2 separate regions of the Pogona vitticeps genome follow, and region 1 is linked to region 2. The links are chromatin contacts, called in public Hi-C maps. All regions are on one chromosome and are shown on one strand. Each heading gives the region's core, a stretch centred on a gene start, on an enhancer-like site or on the middle of the called end of the contact. The rest is flanking DNA. Distances are from core to core; before and after follow the strand shown.

The links. Hi-C and Micro-C count contacts between places; a contact is called where the count stands out from the background.
Region 1: a Hi-C map of muscle shows a contact between it and region 2, with 7 times the contacts expected there. The contact joins the promoter of POLD2 here to the promoter of YKT6 in region 2. A contact is called at or near these places in 2 of 2 Hi-C or Micro-C datasets (blood and muscle).

What each region holds. Positions count from the first base shown.
Region 1 is chr8:14,479,315-14,485,833 of PviZW2.1, reverse strand. POLD2 (DNA polymerase delta 2, accessory subunit) reads right to left here and starts at 1,938. Exons shown (of 11, transcript XM_020803577.3): 1 at 1,812-1,938. It overlaps LOC144584197 (a long non-coding RNA gene), which reads left to right and starts at 1,948. Exons shown (of 3, transcript XR_013538296.1): 1 at 1,948-2,534; 2 at 2,613-4,277. MYL7 (myosin light chain 7) reads right to left here. Exons shown (of 6, transcript XM_078379778.1): 5 at 5,501-5,549; 6 at 4,570-4,758. The coding sequence ends at 4,657.
Region 2 is chr8:14,351,123-14,358,162 of PviZW2.1, reverse strand. YKT6 (YKT6 vesicular SNARE protein) reads left to right here and starts at 4,066. Exons shown (of 9, transcript XR_002301467.3): 1 at 4,066-4,203; 2 at 5,525-5,665; 3 at 6,427-6,509.

The sequences.
Region 1 (6,519 bases), core at 689-3,188, 130 kb before region 2:
AGGCAGTGGAAGATAGGAGGGCCTGGTGTGCTCTGGTCCATGGGGTCACGAAGAGTCGGACATGACTAAACGACTACGAATAGAAGTATAGTTTCCAAATCCCACAGCATTAGTTAGGCCTCACCTTGGGTATTTTGTTCAGTTATGGACACCACGCTTCAAGAAGGATGCTGACAAATTGGAACAAGTTTAGAGGAGGGTGACAAGGATGATCAGGGGACTGGAAACCAAGTCTTATGAGGAAAGGCTGAAAGAATTGGCCATGTTTAGCCTTGAGAAAAGAAGACTGAGGGGTGATATGATAGCACTTTTCAAATATTTGAAATGCTGTCATACAGAAGAGGAGCAAGATCTGTTCTCAATCATCCCAGAGTGCAGGACATGCAACAATGAGCTCAAGTTAAAGGAAGCCAGATTTTGGTTGAATATCAGGAAAAACTTCCTAACTGTTAAAGCAACACAACAGTGGAACCAGTTACCTCAGGAGTTGGTGAGTGCTCCAACACTGGAGGCATTCAAGAAAAACTTGGATAATCACCTGCCAGATATGTTTTGATTGTATTCCTGCCTTGAGCAGGGGGTTGGACTTGATGGCCTTGTAGGCCCCTTCCAACTTCCCTTTTCTATTATTCTATGAAAGCCCTTCCCAAATCCATAACTAATATTCTGTTTACAAAAGCATACCTGCCCCCTGTGATTCAAATAAAATGAGTGAATGAATATTATGCTCCATATTATGTTAAAATGATGCTATTTGGCATGTGGTGACTTTACTTCATCAGATGTATGAAGCTAACAGGGAAAATAGTAGATGTAGAATCTATACATGGGGAGTAGGTGTGGGTGGCAGTTAAGAGTGCCAAAAGGGAATTAGAAAGACCAGGGTCCAAGTCTCTACATAGGCATAAAATCTATGCACATGATCCATGCATGTAATCCATCAAGGGCAAACACATCCTACGAACACGCAGTACACCGAGTTAGCCCATCAGTTTATCTAACTTACTGGATATTACTTAACCACTCTCGGGTCTCAAACACGGGCACCAGTCCCAGCACAAAGGCTTGAGATTTTAAGTGGATATGTTGGGGTTGAATCCATGCCTTTGGATACTAACTCTGCCAGAGAAAACCCTCTCCAAACCCACGTCATGTTTTATAACGAGCATCATTTAGTGCATTTCTTACGGAGATTTCACCTACAAGGCTTCTGCTGTTGTTGCCATGGTACCACCACACAGAGAGAGAGAGAAAAACACGCAGGGAACCCCCGCATTCCTGTCTGGGAGGGCAAATGCCTCCTCCGGTGCCCACAAGGCGTCAACCCCCCACGCCAAGCTCCTGCCGAACGACCGCACAGGATGCGGCCCATTGCTTCGTGCCCATCTTGCCCCTACAATGTTCGCCCATCACGCAGAGACCTCTTGCAAAACACACACACACACACACACACACAAAATGTCAGTCAAAAAAGGGACCTTTTGCGCCTTTTGCTCCTTCCACCCTCGGAGAGGCTTCGCCGCTCCGTTTCCTTAGAGGTCCCCACGTAACAGCTGGAAGGGAGAGGAAAGACCCTTTGCTCGCCCCGATGAAACGCCTCGCCTTCGGGGGGTTTTTTTGCTCGCGCTGCGCAAGAACACCTTAGCAACGATCACAGGAAAGGTGCCGGAAAGGGGATGAAAAGGGGGGCGAACCCCTAAAAGACCGCCTCCAACCCGCCTCCCGCCCCACGAACGCCGCCTCCGCTCCAGATCCTTCCCCCTTCGTCTACAGAGATTATCCTGCACCCACGACCCGTTTGGTCCCCTCACCGGTCCCTGGCAGGAGGAAGGCCGGAGCCTCCTCGGAGATCAGGAGCCCCAAGAGAGACGAGCGAGAAAACGCGCCAAACGCGAGCGCGCCAGAGAACGACCGACGGGAAGTGACGTCGAGAGGGCGCGCCCACCCTAGACTTAAAAATTGTAGAAGGGTAGCTCGTTTGCTTGGAAGAAGACGACCTGAACAGGGTGTTCTTCCCCCGGTTGGCAGGGCAGACGTTGCCCTAGAGAGGAGAATAGAAGATGTGATCTTTCATTCTGCTGGCTGATCTCTACGACAACCCTGCAGTGTAGACTGTGGTCGTATTCTTATATACTGTACAGTACTTGGAATCCGCGGCGTTCGTTCCTCTTACTCCTCCGCGGACGGTCCCCATTTCCTATCAAGTGTAGCCCTAGAGCAGTTATTTTTTTCTTTTACAATTTTGTCCCCGGCTTTAATTCTTTTTAGGGAGGCCTCGTTCTTATCTTGGTAGTGTGATATGCTGAAGGCCGGGAAAACGTGGTTTTGTGACAGAGTGGGTAAAATTTTGGACTAGGATTCTGGGCGACCTGAGCTCGATTCCTTTCCTTAGAGAAGGAAACACAGGGTGAAGTTTCATCTCTACACTGGAGATGCAGAAAGAGCCTCAGTACGGATTTCCACACGTGGTGGGAATATGAGAGGATTCAGGAAGTTTGGGGAAAGGTGTTCAGAGAAAGTAAATAAAATTATAGGTATTTTTTTAAATTTTATTTATATCCCGCCTATCTGGTCGGGTCAGGACCACTCTAGGCGGTTAGGTACCAGTCTAGGTATCAGTTTGGAAACATTTCCAATGATAGCTTTGCCAAATATTTTTGGTAATCTATAACTGAACTGGGGACTCTTATCTATCAATGATAAATTAAGCTGTAAAGTGAAAATTAGAAAATAAATATTAAAGGTTAATTATTTTAAGGATATTTGAGATGTATTTAGAGAGCATGTTTCTGTAAAAAGGAAAGGACAAACCCCAACCCAAGACTTATTTTTCTGGAAATAATTGGGGTATGTTGATTAGATAGAAAGGAAGAGTAAGAAAGGGATGGAAGTTGTAATTAATAAGCTAATACCCTGGTGGTGATGAATACCAACCGTACTATGGTGTTTTCTTGCTTTTTTTTTGGTTTTTGTACATTATTGTATTAAATATACATTTTTGTATGTATATGATTATTTAAAAATAATTTAAAGCCTAGTGTCTACTCATGTATAGTGTTGGTGGCTAGAATCCACCATGTAGTTAGGATTGTTGATTATGAAGTAAATATCAGAGCATTAAGGGGCCTAGTGATCCCACTAGTTGGTCCCATCGGGTTTGATTGACACTTAACATACTTGAAGGTGTGAATTTTGCATTAGCAGATGAAGAGTTCAGCATGAGCACATAAGAGGAAGCAGTGTTTCCCAGCTAGCTTAGCCAATAATAAGCAGGTGTGTTTTGTTTTCTGCACTACGTGTGGCTTATTAGTGATGCAGAGTGATCTTGGAAACTGCCACAGATTACTTCAGATGCTTGTTGTCCAGCTTCAAAGCTTGAATTACTTTCTTGGGGTATATCTTTTCCTTTCCCCCAATCAATAAAGTGCATTGCACAATTTCCCTCATTTTGTTTCTGTAAGTTTATAGGGGGCATAAGTTAAGGTGTGATCAGATGGCCAGAAAGGTATGCATCTAATTGCACCAGATATGGTTGCTTTACCAGGAGCAATCTCCCTTAAAGTGACCTTTCTGTTTGTCAAAGAATCACTCTCCAGCCTGGGCCCCCAAAAGTACTGTAGTAGCCCTCCTTCAAGGCCAAAAAGGTATAGCTTGGGCATGGATCACAGTCAGGTTGGAGCACTATTCCCATATGTCATGTGATCATTGGGAGGTCACTTGAATCAAACTACAACACAAGCGGTCCCAAATGAGGGCTATATACCCCTATGATCGCACCCTTTGGTGGTGTGGCAAGCCAGGGCCAGTCCTACTATGAGGTCACGGAGCAGAGTGCCAGGGATGCAGAAGGAGATGACAGAGCTCAGTTAAGTGGCAGGAACCCCCACAGGCCATTAGAAGATGCAGAGGAAGAGACTGCAGCCATGCCGCTGCTGCATGTCATTGGCACTTTCTTCAAGGCCACACTATACAAAGCCAGCTATTTAATAACGTCTGGCCCTTTAGGATCTGCAGAGCCAAAGCAACGTGGCAGGGATGAGTTGGCTCTTGGCTGCTTCTGGCTCCTTTTCTCCCCTGGTAGCCCATCTTGGGCAGACTCCAACCCTGCCTCCTGTTCACCCTTTGTTGTCTCCATCTTACCCCCCTCCCTTTAATCCAACAGCAGAACATGACTGTATACAGAGAACATCATGAGAAAGTGCTCCCTCTCTAGCACAAGATGGCAAGTGGTTGCATGTGACTGTTACTATGTGCACATGCTGTCGGAAGAGTGAGAGGTGGGTACTCTCCATGGGGAGAAACTTGTGCAGTGTGTTGACGGTGCTTTGTTTCTTACCTCAAGTGATGGGAGAGTTTGAGTTGCCTCATAGCAGGATTAGATGAGACATTTCTTGGTGGCCAATCAGCCATATTCACAACTAGGTTCTAGTACAAACGTTTAGGACTCAGCTGTCCTTAAACTCAGTTCTGGGAGAACATCCTTTCAGTTCTGTCCCACAGCTCTGCAAATGTGCCTGGCTTTAGTCTTGGATAGTTTGTATTTTGTCATCAAAATCAAAGCCTTATTCATTTTTCATTCAGCCTTTTATTGCAGGATTATGAGCTATGCAATGGATACCCTACATATTTCATCACAGCCACATCCTATTAATTTCCTCAGTCTTCCTTCTCATCACCATGTGTGATGATGTAACACAAAGACTTGTAATCAATGTTTCCAGCCACATCTATAGGAGCTAGAGCAAACATCTGTTCCACCTAGAAAGCAAGCAAAAAAACAAAGGGGAGGGTGGATTAAAATGAGGTATTGCATTGAACTAAGCCAATATTATTGACTATAGAAAAAGTAATAGGATATCTAAGGCTTCCATTCCCCTTCCAAGAACCTTCTTTCTGCATAATGTGACTGAAGGAACTTCATTCTTGTAGCTTTCACCATACTCCGGGCAAAATCATGGTGTTTTGTCCCTCCAAATGGCTATTTAATTCCATAGTATGTTGCCATTAAAACACACCTGTTATTAAATCACGGGTTAATATTAAAACTCATTGCAATGAAAAACAGATCTGCACCCAGTCCTTTGAGAGTTAAATTCGACAGTACATTTATCTTGTATTTAGAAGCAGTGCTCACTCAGGTAGTGAAATATATCTATTTGTTCTAGCCCAACCCTTTTTCACCTCTATATCTTCCATTGTGGCTTGTTTTGTGATTGGTCATTGAAAGGTAAACAGAGGCTTAATTTGCAAGCCTGATTGCTAAGGCACTTTTCCCTGAGGAAACTACACAGTGGAAAAAAAGAACTGCAAGGAATGACACTTCCATTAATGTCTATTTTGACCTTGTTTCAGGCTATGGTAATACATTTATTGAAAAGGATCTTACAGCTTTAATGTCCCTATAATAAGCAAGAATATTCCTGGGAAGGACAAATTTGGATTTAAGGAGGAAATGTGGGGGACACTGCAGGCAATTCTACATCAAAAAGAGTTGTCTTACCTCCTCAGCAGAGAACTTATCTGCCTGTGTCATTAGGAGTTGTTTGAACCTGAAAATCAAAATAAATACAAAATGAAAACAGGATGGGATCAGATAGCTGGAAAGGCACATGCCGGATTGCACCAAAAAGGGTTGCTTTGTAGGGAATGATCTCCCTTAAAGCAACCTTTCGGTCTGTCAGGGAATGGCTTCAGCTCAGCACCCGGAAGTAGTAGCTGTACAGCTTGACCAAAACAATCCAGTTTGGGTATGGATTAGGTCAGGATGGAGCACACATTGTGTGATCTCCAGGAAATACCTTGCACTGGACTACTTCCCAAGGGATCCAAAATGTGATTTCTTTCCCCATTTGATTGTGACCTCTGTGTCTTTTCAACACACCACCCAGCCCTCTGGCCTTGTTTGCTAAATAAATTGTGGTCTCTATTGCTCGTAGAGAGAAATGTAACTCAAAAATATCAACAAGAAACACACAGCAAACTAAAAGCAAATAAATAAAGAAGGGAAATACATTGTAGCAACTTTAAAGACTAACTGCTATATTTTAATGTGAGCTTTTGTGAAACAAGTCCATTTCTTCAGATATACGAGTGAGAAACTATGTGACAAAACATTCACACGTGGATCTGAGATAAAAGAGGCAGTGGCGGTTACTAGATTCTAGTTGTACATTATGTGAGACATCCTGTCATTTTACATTGCATTTCACAGCTGTATACAGAGCAATGCTTCAAAAGAAAAGAACTGAATAACAAACAGGGATCTTCTTAGGTCATTACTAGGTGTGAAATGACAGAATGGCTCACACAATTTGTAACTTGAATCTATAAACCACCACTGTCTATTTCAGAGCCATGTATGAATGTTTTGTCATGTAGCTTCGTTCTCGCTCATGTGTCCGAAGACGTGGATTTCTTATATGAAAGCACACATTAAAATGTAGCAGTTAGTCTTTAAGGTGCCACAATGGCTTTGTCTTATTTGCTCTTGTTTTCCATTTCTTGTTAATATGCTTGCAC
Region 2 (7,040 bases), core at 2,817-5,316:
GGCTTCGCGTTAACAGCTCGAGGCTGGTGGAGATCCATGGCTTGAAGCTGGCTGATGTTGGCGATGGACCGGGGGGAAGTCGGATGTTGGCAGACAGAAGCTGGTGGAATCTGCCTGCAGAAGCTGGCTGAGGCTCCAAGGTGGAGGCTGGCAGACGTTGGCGGATGAAGCCGGTGGTGGAGGTTAGCCTCCTGAAACCAGCTTGGGGAAGCTTGGCTGGTGGAGTGAAGGTGTGTGTGTGTTGGGGGGGGGCAGCTGGTTTGTGCCGGGGTGTGTATGAATGTGTGTATGAATGGGCTGGCTGGTGTTTCATGGGGATGTCGCCGGGGTGTGAGTGTGACCCAAGCATTCGGGAGCTGATGGAGGCTGGCTTCAGAAGCGGAGTGGAAGAGAGGAAGGATGGATATTCATGGTGGAAGCCAGTGGATGTTGGCAGGTGGAACTTTGGGATGAAGTTCCCAGAACATTGGTCGGTGGATACGTCTGGGTTGAAGCCAGTTGACAGCTGTGGACGAGCTCGCCCCTTAGTTATTTCTCTCTCTCTTTCTCTTGCAGGGCCCGAAGCTTCCTCTTTCCCCGGGGGATGTGAGGGAGCAGAAGGCAGGCGTCCTGCTGGAGCTGAACCAGGCCGTTGTCTCCGCTGAGGATACCTGTTTAGCCTCTTTTCCAAAAGCAATAAAAGAATTTTTCTGGAATGGCTTTAAAGTCTTGTCTTGTTTGTCAGGGGCTGTCACGGGATGATCTTCCCCATCCCCTCATTATATCTGGGGCCCAATGCCTGGGGTGGGTCTTTGGGAAGTCATGGTGTGGGGCCTTGTGATGTCACAGGAATTGGGAACATAATATTTTTCCATACATGTGTGAGGGAGTGAGCTAGGCATTGTGAGTTCCCTGTCTGAGCTCCTAAGCAAGTATATTATGTGTCGTGTTGGACAGACACAGGAAGCCAGTGAGCCCTGGTGCCATTCGGAGAGGGTTAGAGTTGGGTACCCAAACACTATGGCCACCCCGTAGCAATAAACGAGACTCGCTCCTTCCCTTCCACCTCTGCTCCTCACATTTGTTTGCCTGGCCTGGAGAGTCAGGGGAGCCCAGCCATTTCCTGCCACAGCAGCTCATTCTCTGAGATCTGGCAAGCCTCATCTTCATCATCCACACCATGAGCACTCCATGGACAGCTCCTTGCAAAGTACAAGTGGGGAGAAAATTTGCCACTTCAAAGAAGCTTACAGTCCAACCTCTCACGAAAGTGCCACAGCCGAGGAAACGGAGATGGGCAATGAGTTGGAGATGAGCATACGTTAAAATTAATGAGGATCCATGCCATGGATAGATGGCAAAAATACACTGGTACTGCAAAATTGCTGCTTGAGGGCAGTGGCTGCCTCTGAGCACCTAGTGCAGTAATGGTGAATCTTTTTGAGCCCGAGTGCCCAAACTGCAACACAAAATCAACTTATTTATTTCAGAGTGGCAACACTGCAATTAAAACTCGAATGCTGAGGTTTTAGTTTAGAAAAAACAACTGTTCCTTCACTGCAAGGATTAAATGTTTGTGTTTTTTGCTATAGGCGGTATTAACAATTCCACCCCTCTGCTGGACACTGCACCAGCAGAGGGGAGTGCTGAAATCCGGGATCGGAGGACGGATAAGTATTTCTCTATGGCAACTTATGGCTCGTGTGCCCACAGAGAGGGCTCTCTGTGCCACCTGTGGCACGTGTGCCATAGGTTCGCCATCCCTGGTCTAGGGGTAAAGGTCTAGGCTAAACAGCATTCACAAAATTTTTGTCTCTTAAAGCCTATTCAGTGATATTTCACTGTAGGATTTTTTCCAGAAACAAAAGTTTCTGTCTCACTGTCTCACTTTCAGCCTTGAACCAGCTTGCTGTTTAAGAATCAGTTTCATTTTTGAAGAAGCAGGCTGGTAAGCAAAACTCGCCGCTCCTTCTTTTGGCCAAGTATTTTCAATCTAATTTCTTTTTCAGCTTAATGGGGTTGTTCATAAATCAAAGGCTTCAGCTTACTTCGTTATTATATATTTTCAACGCTGTACTGTATTTCTTGTTCTCCTCTCCTTGGGAGGTGGGGGTGGAGTTACTCACAGCTCTCTGCCAACATAGCTCCCGCATCCGATCTGTGCTCGGGTGAATTTTCAGAGGGAAGAAATACCAGGTTGCTGCCCAATCTTCTTCCTTCTGGTGCTGACCAACTGCTTCAGGGAGACCTCTCCTGGTCGTCTCTTTGATCCCCCATTTCTAGAGGGACCCCAGACCAGGCGGTTCCAGCTTTTCCTGGGAGCTGTTGCTGGAAGCTGCTGGAAGCACCGCAACAAAGCTCTGCCTCCTACTTCTAATTAATTGATTACGCAAAAGCCTTTGACTGTGTGGACCACAACAAACTATGGCAAGTTCTTAAAGAAATGGGAGTGCCTGACCACCTTATTTGTCTCCTGAGAAATCTATATATGGGATAGGAAGCAACAGTTAGAACTAGATATGGAACAACTCATTGGTCCAAAATTGGGAAAGGAGTACAACAAGGCTGTATGTTGTCTCCCGGCTTATTTAACTTATATGCAGAATACATCATGCAAAAGGCTGGACTGGATGAATCCCAAGATGGAATTAAGATTGCTGGAAGAAAAAACAACCTCCGATATACAGATGATACCACTCTGAATGCAGAAAGTGAGGAGGACTTTAAAAAGAATCTCTTAATGAGGGTGAAAGAAGAGAGCGCAAAAAATGATCTGAAGCTCAACTTCAAAAAAACTAAGATCATGGCCACTTGCCCCATCACCTTCTGGCAAACAGAAGGGGAAGATATGGAGGTAGTGACAGATTTTACTTTCTTGGGCTCCATGATCACTGCAGATGGAGACAGCAGGCACGAAATTAAAAGATGCCTGCTTCTTAGGAGGAAAGCAACGACAAACCTAGACAGCATCTTAAAAAGCAGAGACATCACCTTGCTGACAAAGGTCTGCATAGTCAAAGCTATGATTTTTCCTGTAGCGATGTATGGAAGTGAGAGCTGGACCATAAAGAAGGCTGAATGCCGAAGACTTGATCCTTTTGAATTGTGTTGCTGGGGGAGACTCTTAAGAGTCCCCTGGACTGCGAAGAGAACAAACCTATCCATTTTGAAGGAAATCAATCCCAAGTGCTCAATGGAAGGGCAGATCCTGAAGCTGAGGTTCCAATACTTTGGCCAGCTCATGAGAAGAGAAGACTCCCTGGAAAAGACCCTGATGTTGGGAAAGTGTGAAGGCAAGAGTAGAAGGGGACGACAGAGGACGAGACGGTTGGACAGTGTCATTGAAGCGGCCAATATGAATTTGACCCAACTCCGGGAGGCAGTGGAAGACAGGAGGGCCTGGTGTACTCTGGTCTACGAAGAGTTGGACACAACTTAACAACTAAACAATAACAAAAGCTGCCTTGGGTCCTTTTTAAGGAGAAAAATGGGGTACAATTAGTAAATCAATGTACCCAGTGTGGTGTGGTAGATGGAGCGATGGACTGACTACGAGTCCCCACTTGGCCATGGAAACTCACTGGTGGTCTGGAACTGGTGAAAGCACTTCTTAAACATCTTACATGTGCTGTTTCTAAATATAAAACCCAAAGGAAAGAAATTAAAATAAAAAAAAGACAAAAGCTCTGTGGAACCTCAAATATTAACTGTTATATTTTAATATGAGCTTTTGTCTACTTCTTAAAACATATGGAGTAAAACACAAACCCCTGAAACCTTATTAGGGTCTCTATAAGTCGGTTCCGACTTAAGGCACATAACTATTGATAGTAGTAGTAAGTATGACAATAGCAGTATCAACAATAATAGCAGTACAGTAATATAATTATGGATAGTAACTATAAGGAATAGAGAGTAAATTCTAGCACGGCTACTGCTTTTATTAGATCACTGAAACGATCCAAGCAAGGCTTCGCAGTGATCCAACCAAGGTCGGAAGTATTGAATTGCATGCATACTCTATAGTTTTACTAGCTCTAGGACTGTTAAACCGTCGTCCGGCCGGGAGCACTTCCGGATCCGGACTCTATATCCGGTTGAAAGGGCGCGCCAGCTTCCGCCTCGTTTGCTGTCTTAAGGGAACCGCGGAGACGTCGGGAAGAACGCGGCTCGGAGCCAGTGCGGGCCGCCCGTCTTCGTGCGAGGGGGGGAGGGCGGTCTCGGGTGAGTGCGCAGCGCCGGCCCGCGGCTTGTCTCAGTCGGAGGCGGGAAGGGAAGGGAAGGCCGCACGGGCGGATGGGGGGGGGGTTCCGGGACGGGCCCCTTCTGCCGCCCTGGGTGTCGTTGTGGGCGCCTTTCCCCAGACGGGACCCGGGGCTGCGCCGTGGGAAGAGGCCGCGGTGACCGACGGGGAGGAGGGTTTGCTCTTTCCGTGATTCCTCCTCATCCCGTCGGGGCTCCGAGGAGCGCGGGCGAGAGAGAGAGGGAGGGAGGGAGGGAGGCAACACACGCCTTCTTGCCTGCACGGCGTGAGTCAGACACAACCAGCGGCGGGACTCGCACCCACATCTACGCCCGAGACGAGAGCCGCCGGCCCGGTGACCGCCAGCAAAGCGGAAGCGGCCGACGGAGCCCTAGGCGCTTCTCCTCAAAAGCGGCTGACAGGAAGACCTGGTTGACGTACAACCTACCATGGCAGATTTTTTTTTTTTTGTCATTAAAAAGGTTATTTAGTAAATTGCAGCATCGACTAGACCCCCCCCCCAGTGAAAGCAGTGACTTGTTAGGTAGAGGTAGTTCGTTGCTGTGGTTTGTACCCTTGCGTTTTTACTGTTGCAAATCACTAATAGGGTCCTGACTTTTATTTTATTTTCTGTACATAATGTGATCTAAGATGAGCCTCCCTGAGGTTGATTTAATTATGGAAATACGAAACAATTGACAAGACCCTAGTGGTTGTGGTTATTGAGGCATATTTTAAGTACATTTCAGTTTTGCATAGAAATAGCACAAACTGTACCTCATTTACATTTTTTGCCCCATTGCTGGTGGTTACGGCATGAACTGTCTGGCCAGGTGAGGATAAAGTTCAGGCATCTGATGGACTAAAGTCTAGTCCATGAAAAATTTTTAACCCACATTTTCATGGAAGAAATAATGCATTACCTGTGACTAACATGATCGGGTATCATTTATTTCATTTAAAGAGAAGTGTGTCTGTTACATTTGATGCCTCTCTTAAATTCTAGGGCAATATAGAATTATTGGCGAGGATGTTTTGTTAAGTGTTGCCTTGCTATTTCTCTATGTATGATAACACCCCCCATTGAATGCTATAGAATTTACTTTCAAATAAGTGTGGATAAGATAGCAGTGTCTGTTTTAAGCCCTCGTGGGCTTGTGCAAAGTGTTCATGTAGTTGACCTATAGATTCTTGTTAGAAACACATTCATAGTTATTCTCATGATAGTGTATTTTATCTGTCTTAATTTTTTAACTATCCCATTTCGGGTACACATTCATTTTTCTTGTATCTTTTGCTCAGGTTATCAAGAATTGGGGAAGGTTAAGTAGGTGAAAGGATGAAGCTCTACAGTTTAAGTGTCCTTTACAAAGGAGACCCCAAAGTGCATTTACTGAAAGCTGCATATGATGTGTCATCATTTAGCTTTTTCCAGAGATCCAGGTATGTTCCTATTGCATTAGGATGATTACTGAGGTAGCTTTCTGTCTCCCTGTCAATGTCTTCATAATGTACTATGGTGTGCCCCTTGAAATGGTTGTACAAACTTTAAGATGTGAACTGTAATGAATTATTTTTCTTTAGAGAATTCTTTAATATAGCTTTCTTACTGCAGGTAGTAATTGACTTTATCAGTATTAATTATACCGTGATAATTATTACATTGTTTATCTTGTGATACTTTGAATTTGGTCCCAGAATACTAAGTTCCTCTTATCACAAAGCTATATTTGAAAGATTTATATTAACCTACAGAATGAAAAGCGAATTGTCATAGCAATTGAGAATTCATTTGCCCTTTCTGTTTCTTTGGAAACATTGTTCCAACACAACTTAGGTGACAGTTACGTACAAAGTTATTCAGTGGAAACTGCTCCAGTGTAATTGACAAGGAGACACTGGAGTTGAATAAATGTTCACTCATGTTGATGGCATTTGCCTTTTTCAAGTGGTTCTGGCTTTGGAACTTGCTTTTGAAAATAGTCTCCTGTTTATTTATTTATTTTTATTTATTGTATTTATACCCTGCCTATCTAGTCATTGTTTGTATTGCACTTTTAAGTAGGTAAATTTGCAAAGTGATTTTGGAAAATGTTTTGTAGTGAAATTTGATTTTCTTATCTATTCCAGTGGCTCTCCAGTCTGTTTGGTGAATGTAGGGAGCTTTGGTAATTAACTGTGGGTTGTTGTTGTTTTGTTTTTAGTGTTCAAGAATTCATGACCTTCACTAGCCAGCTGATAGTTGAGCGTTCAGAGCCTGGCAGCAGAGCCTCTGTAAAGGAACAAGGTGAGAGTACAGTTATATATGAATGTATATTTGCACACATTTTGTGCTGTTTTACTGACAGAAAGAACATACTGTATCTGCTGCTGAAGAAGTAAATGTTTTCTCTGGATTAAATTATTTTTCTTCAGAGCATGTTAGTTCAACTTTAAAATATGTTTTAATCACACATCTAATATTTAAGAAAATCAGCCTATACAAAGATGGCCATCTGAGTTATAGAGCAGTGTAACTTCAAAATGCTTTTGTTGTAAAATAATATACCCACATTGATGTTACTTTGAGTTAGTGTAATTATTTCATCTGGATTGTGAGGCAAATTTTATAGCAGTAACCGAGAGTTCACCCTGGGATACACCTTTGCTTCTGAATGATTCTTTAGCCTTTCATATTGGAAAACTGAGCAATTGCAGAAAGTACTGTAGTACAGTACTACAGTATATTACCCATCCTATTGCTACAGTGTTTCTAGTTTGTCTTGTCTATTTATTTGAAATATTTTTACTCCACCTTTCTCCCAAAAAGGACCCAGAG